2 separate regions of the Lactuca sativa genome follow, and region 2 is linked to region 1. A link is a contact called in public Hi-C data. All regions are on one chromosome and are shown on one strand. Each heading gives the region's core, a stretch centred on a gene start, on an enhancer-like site or on the middle of the called end of the contact. The rest is flanking DNA. Distances are from core to core; before and after follow the strand shown. Region 1 holds the start of LOC111890528 (growth-regulating factor 11). Region 2 holds the start of LOC111890499 (protein CANDIDATE G-PROTEIN COUPLED RECEPTOR 7).

Region 1 (4,525 bases), core at 1,174-3,673:
TTGAGTATTAAGTACTTAATTGAAAAACTGCAGAATCTGTTAGTACGTTGGGCGTAACCTAGTATACGCTGCGCGTAAGCCCCAGAGCCCCAATACGTTGCAAGTACCAGGGTGGTACGCTCCGCGTACGCATCACAGATGGGCTTGGATCTTTTTTGGGCCTTTGAACTGTTGGGCCTCATTTGGTTATTGGACTTGTTTACATTCTTAGAATAATGGGCCATTTTATCTGTTTTGGGCCATTGGTGTTATGGTAGGGCTTTATTGGGCCAAGAGGCCCATTAATGATTATGGATATGGACTTTGGGCCCATTAACAAAGAAAGGATATTTGGGCCTTTTTGGAGGGACTTGGGGTTTGGGTTTTCATTTGATTAAGTGAAGTCCTAACATTGATTAATATTATTATTCAGCAGAGGAGGTTACGGACTGTTAGGAAAGCAGCTTTCGCATTCAGCAGATATGTAGTGTACTAGCTGGAATGGTATTATTTGGCATGATAGTTGATATGAGCTAGGAAGTATGCTAGTAGTATATGTGGTATGTTTATATAGAAGACCATGGGAGAGCCCATAACACTTAGATGTAAGACCATGTGGAGAGCCCATGGCTTTCCTATCAAAGGCCATGGGAGAGCCCATGTCACTTGGATGTAAGACCATGTGGAGTGCCCATGGCTTTCCTATTAAAGACCATGGGAGAGCCCATAACACTTAGGTGTAAGACTATGTGGGGAGCCCATGGCATCCTGGAGTAAGACCCTGGGGACGAGTCCACAGTATCCCTATCTGTGGTATGCATGGCTTATGTGATATGTATAGTTGTTTTAGCTAGTATGATATGTTGTATATGGCTTGTGTGTGGGTATGCTCTGGGGAACTTACTAAGCTTTCAGCTTACCGTTTGTGGATTTGTTTCAGGCACATCTGAGCCCAAGGGCAAGGGCAATGCGTGATGGCGTGGTGTGCACACTCTCTTTCACACACACACACACACACACACTCTCTCTCTGACTGATATGTTATGGGACACTGATGTTTTTAAATAAAGTTGTATTGAATGTGGATTTGAAAAAAATTGTTTTGGGATTTCATGGTTTATGCAAATATGTTTGACTAATTAAAAATGAAAATTTTCTTTTAAAAATTTGGGTCGTCACAGAGTCTCCGGTAATAGCCTGCTAAACCGAGGAAACTTCGAATCTCAGATGGAGACTTCAGAACCTCCCATCTCATCACGACCTCCACTTTGGCCGGGTCGACCAAAATACCGTTCTGGCTGACAAGGTTCCACAGAAACTGTACCTCGCGTAACTAGAACTCACATTTGGAGAACTTGGCGTACAAGCTCTCTTTCCTCAGAGTATCCAACATTTCTCATAAGTGCTCATCGTGCTGCTCCTGCGTCTTGGAGTAAACCAAGATGTCATCGATGAAGACTGTCACAGACAGATCTAACATCGGTCTGCACACGCGGTTCATAAGGTCCATGAATGCGACATGAGCATTGGTGAGCCTAAAGGGAATCACCACGAACTCGCAATGACCATAGTGAGTCCAAAAAGCAGTCTTCTGTATATCCTCGTCTCTGACCCCCATCTGATGGTAGCCTGAACGCAAATCGATCTTGGAAAACCAAGATGCTCCTTGAAGCTGGTCGAAGAGATCGTCAATCCTCGGGTGTGGGTAACGGTTCTTCACCATCACCTTATTCAACTCCCGGTAATCTATGCACATCAGATGTGACCCATCATTCTTCTTCACAAATAAGATCAGGGCTCCCCAGGGTGAACTGCTCGGCCTGATAAATCCCTTGTCTAACAGCTCCTACAGCTGTGTAGAAAACTCTGCATCTCGGGAGGAGCCAACCGATATGGTGCATTGGTTATCAGAGCCGCACTTGGAACTATGTCGATCCTGAACTCCACCTGTCTCTCCGGAGTATTCCATGCAAATCCTATGGGAAAACATCCGGATACTCCCGCACCACTGACACATCATTGACGACCGCCTTACCCTTCTCCCGGGTATCCATAACATAAGCGACATAACCTGCGCATCTCTGCTAGAGGTAGCGTCTAGCTATCGCTGCTGAACACATAATCGGCCCACGTTGCGGCCTCTCGTCCTGAATCAGCAACTATTCCCCACCTGGGGTCCTGACACGTATCACTTGGGGTGAGACATGTATTGTAGAAGGGATAGTGAGGACGGTGGGGGTGGGTGGCTGGTGTTAATTTTTATTTTTTTGTTTTTTAATATTAAAGTAATATTACAATTAAAAAAAATAAAAATAAATAAATTATAAAGGCATAAAAAATAATTTCAGATCTATAATGACAAAAATCAATAAAAGGATCTAAATTTGAATCACTAATATACTAGTAAACATTTTTTTAAGCAAAATTATATAATAATAGCAAATTACAAAATGAGATAGGAGAGACACTAGACTCTAGAGAACATATGTGTAAAAAGAGTATAGACACCCATCCATTGAGATTCGCCACGAAACTAACACGGGTGACCTTGTTAGTTGTTATAGAGTTTGACACACCCAAATGTTACAAGCATTAAAACCAAGCTTTATCTGCACATCGTTTTGGCCCATGCGCAGCTATCTCTTTTATTTTTAAATAAAAAAGATCAATGAAATCATCATAACTACGTTCTTATCTTATTTCATGGAAGAGGACGATTGAGATCGGTATCGATACACGTTTCCATTGAAAAGGGTAACAAATTAAGAAAGAGACAGAAGGAAGAGGGGACCAAATTTTGGACTTTCTGTTTGTTGCTTTCTTCCATGGGCGAATGTTGGAACCATAGGAAGCAACTAAATTCTCTCTTCTATAAACCCTTTTGATTTCTTCGGGACGACAGACAAACCCCATCGGAATCTGGGTTTTGTATTTTCTTGAAAAATGAGGAATGATAGTAATAGAACCAGTGGCGCCGCCGGTGGCGGTGGCGGTGGTGGTGGTGGTGGTGGTTGTGGCGGTGCGGTGTCGCCATTAGAGTGTGATGTTGGGTTGGGTTTGAACAGCGAACCGTCTTATCCTTGTAAAAAGATGAGCTTGATAAACATAAACCAGTATCGTCATCACGATTTTGGTGGTGTTTATGGTAACAATGGCAGCCAACAGTTCGTCCACCAGGGTAATCCCACTAACCAACTTGCATCTGGGATTTCTTTCAAATCGATTACAGGTTCTTAAATTAAAAAACTTTTTCTTGATATTGCTTGTGAATTTGTGATATCCTTTACATTGCATACACTTTGTTACAGATGGAGTTGTCGGAGCTTCTGGGAAAGTGCTTTTTACAGCGACACAGTGGCAAGAGCTCGAGAGGCAGACACTAATCTACAAGTACATAATGGCTTCCATTCCTATTCCTCCGCAGCTCCTCCTACCTTCATCCACTCAGTCCAACAGTACATTTTCTTTCTTTCTCTTACATAATAGTAACTCATTCCTTATGCACTCCAACTGTTTGTTTAAATGCTCAGAATAAAAAAAAAAGTTAAAAACTACGATTTGGGATTATTAATAGGGACGAGTACGGGAATAAGATTCTCAAACGGGTCGGATCCAGAGCCATGGAGGTGTAGAAGAACAGATGGAAAAAAATGGAGGTGTGCAAAGGATGTGGGTCCCAACCAGAAGTACTGCGAACGCCATGCCCACAAGACCAGATCACGTTCAAGAAAGCCTGTGGATACAACTCATAATCCCACTGCAACTTCATCAAATCAGCAAACCAGGTGAGTTTTATACTTTAATTACAAGTATAAAATAAAATAATATGAAATGGGTTTTCTCTTGTTTGTTTTGATTTTGGTGTACATTTTATGAAGGTGTCATGAATGGTTTATAAAGAGTAGTGAGACACCCTTGTCTCAATCTAAAATGGATGATTGTTCACTTAGTTTATCAATGCAATCTAGTGGGAATGTGAATGGAAATGGAGTTGAGTTTGGGGATCAAGAGAGTTTTCAAATGGCTTTTAGAATGTTGGAGGGTGAGGGAGGAGAGTGTGGGGATGGGTTTAGATCAAACCACCAATGGCTGAACCAGGCGGCTTGGGAGGGTTCGAACCAGGGTTCGAACCCTTCGATGCCTGGTGGGCCATTGGGTGAAGCCTTGTGTCTAGGAATGAGTGGTGTGGATCATATGGGTCCAAATGTAGCATCTTCTTATGGGTCTTATGAAGGGAGTGATGATCGAAGTTGGTTTCTTTAGGTTAAACCTAATCGATGTTGGATATTTCGGAGTCCAATTTTTACGTGTTTTGTTGTTGTTGTTGTTGGGATATGTTTTGATACTTAGATTCGGATAATGTAATGGTAAATCGACTACTATGGATTAGTGTTGATATATCAAAATCAAATGACTACAAAGTGAACTCATGTTGTGCCACTAGAGATACAAATGTTGGAATTTTAAGTTATTTGTAATGGTTTTCTTATTTGATTTTATACGACTTCATGATATGATGGATACTTGTTTATATATGTGGGGAATT
Region 2 (4,525 bases), core at 1,299-3,798, 210 kb before region 1:
CCAACTGTGTCAAACTCCCGACACCTACCACTCTAACCACATATATCCTTCACCACAAACACCTATAACGAATCAACATTATGAAAACAAATTGAATACAAATCCATCACACCATTTAAATAACATATCCTTATTAAAGAACCACAAACTCCCAACACCTACACCCTATAATGTATGCTAGAAATAAATCAATATCGCCTAATCTATTATAACTTCCCCTCTCTAACATAAACTCCCAAAAAAATAAGCTCTCAAATGTAACAAGAACACTAAACACACCGAAAATAGTACGAACCCAAGCTACGAAGGACAAACTTAAGAAGAGCAAGCCTACCCCCAATTGGAAGCATCTTCACTTACCAAACCAAAAGCTTAGACATGAAGCGATCCAACAGACCTTGTCATACATTCATCCAAGAGATTGATTCACCAACAAGAAGACCCAAATAAATGAACGGTGGATGAATAGACACACGTCCAACCAACATTGTCACTTCCTCCACCTTCATAAAAGAAACTCCAACACCAACTAATTTACTTTTTAGTAAATTAATCTTGAGCCTCGAGGCTAGGAAAAAACAATGCAAAGTATGCATATCATTATCTAGAGACCATCCAAAAAGCAAAACTACATCATTTGCATAAAAATTATAAAAAACTCCAAAGCCTCCCTAGCTACATGGACTCCACGAAACACATTAGACATATTTCCTTGATGCAACACTTCATGTAAGCCTTACATAGCTAAAATGAATAAGAAGGGTGCCAACAAATCATCCAATCAGAGACTACATCGAATAGAGAACTCATACGTGGGAGACCTATTTATTAGAAAAATCATCTACTCCTCCAGGTAAAGTGAGAATGCGTGCCTCATATAACTTTTTATTAAGTTCTTTAAATGATTTTTCGTGGACGCCGATCCAAACATACTTCAAGTTCTTTTTGGTAATATTCATTAAGGGGCTTGTAATCTTTGAGAAATTCTCAATGAATGGCAACCTACCAATCCAAGAAAACTTATCAGCTCTATGTGGACTCTTTGGTGATTCTCACTTCATAATAACTTCAATCTTTGATAAATCTACCTTTATTCCATATTTATTTACTACATGACCAAGAAATTGTACCTTTTCTATCCAAAACTCGCATTTTAAGAATTTTGCATACAATCTCTCTTTCTTAAATGTTCCAGGTGCTAGTCTCAAGTGTTATTTATATTATTCCGTCAACTTCGAGTAAATAAGAATATTATCAATGAGTACTATCACAAATTTATCAAGATGTGGCTTACAAACCTTATTTATAAGGTCCATAAAATTTGCGGGCGTGCTAGTTTAGCCAAAAAGTATCACGAAAAACTCGAAATGTCTATATCTAGGTCGGAAGTTCGTCTTATCCACGTCTGCATCTCCTACTATCATCTGGTGATAACCGGATCAAAGATATATCTTTGCGAAATAAATTGCTCCTTGCAATTTATCAAAGATGTCTTTAATCATGGGTAAATAATACGTATTCTTAACGGTCACTTAATTGAGATCACGGTAATTGATACACATTTTCATCGATCTATCTTTCTTCTTACAAACAAGATCAGGGCTCTCCAAGGTGAAGTGTACGGTTACACAAAGCAATTGTCTAACAACTCTTGTAACTGTGTCAACAATTCCTTCAATTTTGTAGGTTCTAAGCAGTACGATGCTTTTGCAATTGGTGCGGTTCTCAATACCAAATTTATGCGAAATTCCACTTGATAATCCGATGGAAGTCCGGGAATATCATTGGGGAAATTCAAGAAAATCCTTGACATTGTCAAAGTCTTTTGTGAGTTTATTCTCTTTGACTGTATCCATAATGTATGCCAATAGACTTGGCATTATTTATTCCAACACTTTCACGCCTTCATTACATTTATGACACTTGTAGCAACTCTTAGTTTGTCTCCTTAAATAGGAAAAAATAAAACGGATCAGAGTAATACTCTAAATCTAACCAATGTAGATAAGAGGTGAAACAGGTCTCCACAATGGAAGTTTAGCGGTTGATGAGTGAAATTTTACACATAAGGGGTAAGGTTCAAGCCTTGACACACCCAAAATATTGTTAGTGTTCCACGATTGACCTCTAATATAAACATTAAGACGAATTGACATGGAGCATTAAAATAATATGATTTACCACTCTCTTTTAAAATGTGAAGCAAAGAACCTCTTAATTTTTTTTATAATCTTCATAGTTGGTCTCTATAATTACTTATTTTACAAAATAACAAAAAAGGTAAAATAGAGGTATTTTGAACATTTTATTGATACTTAACCTCTTACTTCTAATCGAGTTACACAATAAAACCAAATTTGATTTGGATACAATAAAGACAATCCATATAGTATTTGACCAAACGTTATTCTTAAATTAAATCATTATTTAAAAAAAAACCCATAAGTCCCCATCATAAAATTTTGTATTTTTTTAAATAGTTAAATTACTTTTTAGGTGTTGTAAGACAAAATTTTCAAATACTAACCTCTATTTTTAATGATAATGTATCCATATTTCCTTTCCTTTGTACGTTTCCTTTCACGACACGCACGCGGCTACACCCACCGACGCTCTCAGATCCCAAACCAAATCCTCATTAATATATATACTTGTTAAACCGTCGTAATCCCAATTTCAACTCCGATTATATCAAACAAAGGAAGAATCACAACTACAACTGTCACAGATCTGAGCATTTCGATTCAGATCTCCGATCAATGGCTTCCGGTTCTTCCTCCTCTTTCCTCCTCCTCATCCTCGTCGCCTTCATCTCCATCGCCACCGCGGAAATTCGTTTCACCGAGATCCGATCCGACCCCCGACCAATCATCCCCTTCGATGAATTCGGTTTCACTCACAATGGCAGACTCGAACTCAACGTTTCCAAACTATCGTTCTCCACAGCAGACCCTGACCTCTCCAAATTAGGTTTTTTTCTCTGCACGCGTGATTCATGGCTTCAGGTTCTCCAACAGATCGAAGATGCGGAGATAGCGTGTGCGCTTCAATCCAATATTATTAAAGAAGTTTACAATTTGAATTCGATAGCGAAAGATGCGAAAGGTTTTGATCATTATTATCTCCAATCGGATGCCGATCAGTATACTCTTGTGTTTGCTAACTGTCTTCCTCAGCTTAAGATCTCAATGGACGTCCGATCTGCTATGTACAATCTCGATGGCAAGTCCAACACTCGCGATTACCTTTCTGCTGGAATTACCGTTCTCCCAAGGGTTTATTTCTTGTTCTCCCTCATTTACATTACTATGGCAGCAGCTTGGGTTTACTTTCTGTACAAAAAACGTCTTACTGTGTTCGGAATCCATTTCTTTATGCTTGCTGTTGTGGTCCTGAAAGCATTAAACTTGGTATGTGAAGCCGAAGATAAATCCTATATCAAGCGTACTGGTAGCGCCCATGGATGGGATGTTCTGTTCTACATTTTCAGCTTCCTGAAAGGAATCACATTGTTCACATTAATTGTGTTAATTGGAACTGGATGGTCGTTCCTGAAACCCTATCTCCAAGACAAAGAAAAGAAGGTGTTAATGATTGTGATCCCACTTCAAGTCGTCGCCAACATCGCTCAAGTCGTGATCGATGAATCAGGGCCATATGGACAAGATTGGGTGACATGGAAGCAGGTTTTTCTACTAGTCGATGTTGTCTGTTGTTGTGCTGTTCTATTCCCCATTGTTTGGTCAATCAAGAACTTAAGAGAAGCAGCTAGAACAGATGGAAAAGCAGCTGTTAATCTGATGAAATTAACCCTCTTCAGACAATATTATGTTGTGGTTATCTGCTACATTTACTTCACAAGAGTTGTGGTGTATGCATTGGAGACTATCACTTCGTATAAGTATTTGTGGACTAGTGTAGTAGCTGCTGAGTTAGCCACTCTTGCTTTTTACGTTTTCACTGGGTACAATTTCAAACCAGAAGCTCATAATCCTTACTTTGCTGTTGATGATGATGATGAAGAAGCTGCATCAGAGCAATTGAAACTTGAAGATGAATTTGAACTTTGATCTGCCTTTCTTCTTCTTCTTCTTCTTCTTCTTCTTCCAGGTTTGTTTAGGAATGTCGAATACAAATGTTGAAATCTGTTTCTATACTATTACAATTACAACTATTCTTGGTGTATGATGATGTATCTGATACAATGATACAGTTTTGTAAGTAGTCTTTATTTGTCATGTTCTTTGTTCTATTCATAATACATCACTCGTTATTGTTTTGTGTTGTATATGTGTTGAGGTGAATCTTGATTTTGAGAAATAGAGATATGGTCAAAGGGTAATATTGTCTTATTTTTTTTATCGTTATGAAGAGAAGAATAAAAAGAAAGAAAAATATATGGGAATGCTTGTTTTCATCTTCAATGACAATTTCATTTGTTGGAGAACGAAAACTAATCTCATTGGTTAATCAATGTCAATGACACAATCTTATTTTGGTATTAAAAATAGTTTTTATTCAACAA

The links. A called contact is a pair of places that touch in the nucleus more often than the background predicts.
Region 2: a contact with region 1 is called in a Hi-C map of leaf, with 4 times the contacts expected there. The contact joins the promoter of LOC111890499 here to the promoter of LOC111890528 in region 1. A contact is called at or near these places in 2 of 4 Hi-C or Micro-C datasets (both in leaf).

The regions. Positions count from the first base shown.
Region 1 is chr6:145,765,153-145,769,677 of Lsat_Salinas_v11, reverse strand. LOC111890528 (growth-regulating factor 11) reads left to right here and starts at 2,423. Exons shown (of 4, transcript XM_023886633.3): 1 at 2,423-3,157; 2 at 3,288-3,434; 3 at 3,554-3,764; 4 at 3,858-4,405. The coding sequence starts at 2,923. The coding sequence ends at 4,242.
Region 2 is chr6:145,979,458-145,983,982 of Lsat_Salinas_v11, reverse strand. LOC111890499 (protein CANDIDATE G-PROTEIN COUPLED RECEPTOR 7) reads left to right here and starts at 2,548. Exons shown (of 1, transcript XM_023886606.3): 1 at 2,548-4,288. The coding sequence starts at 2,760. The coding sequence ends at 4,070.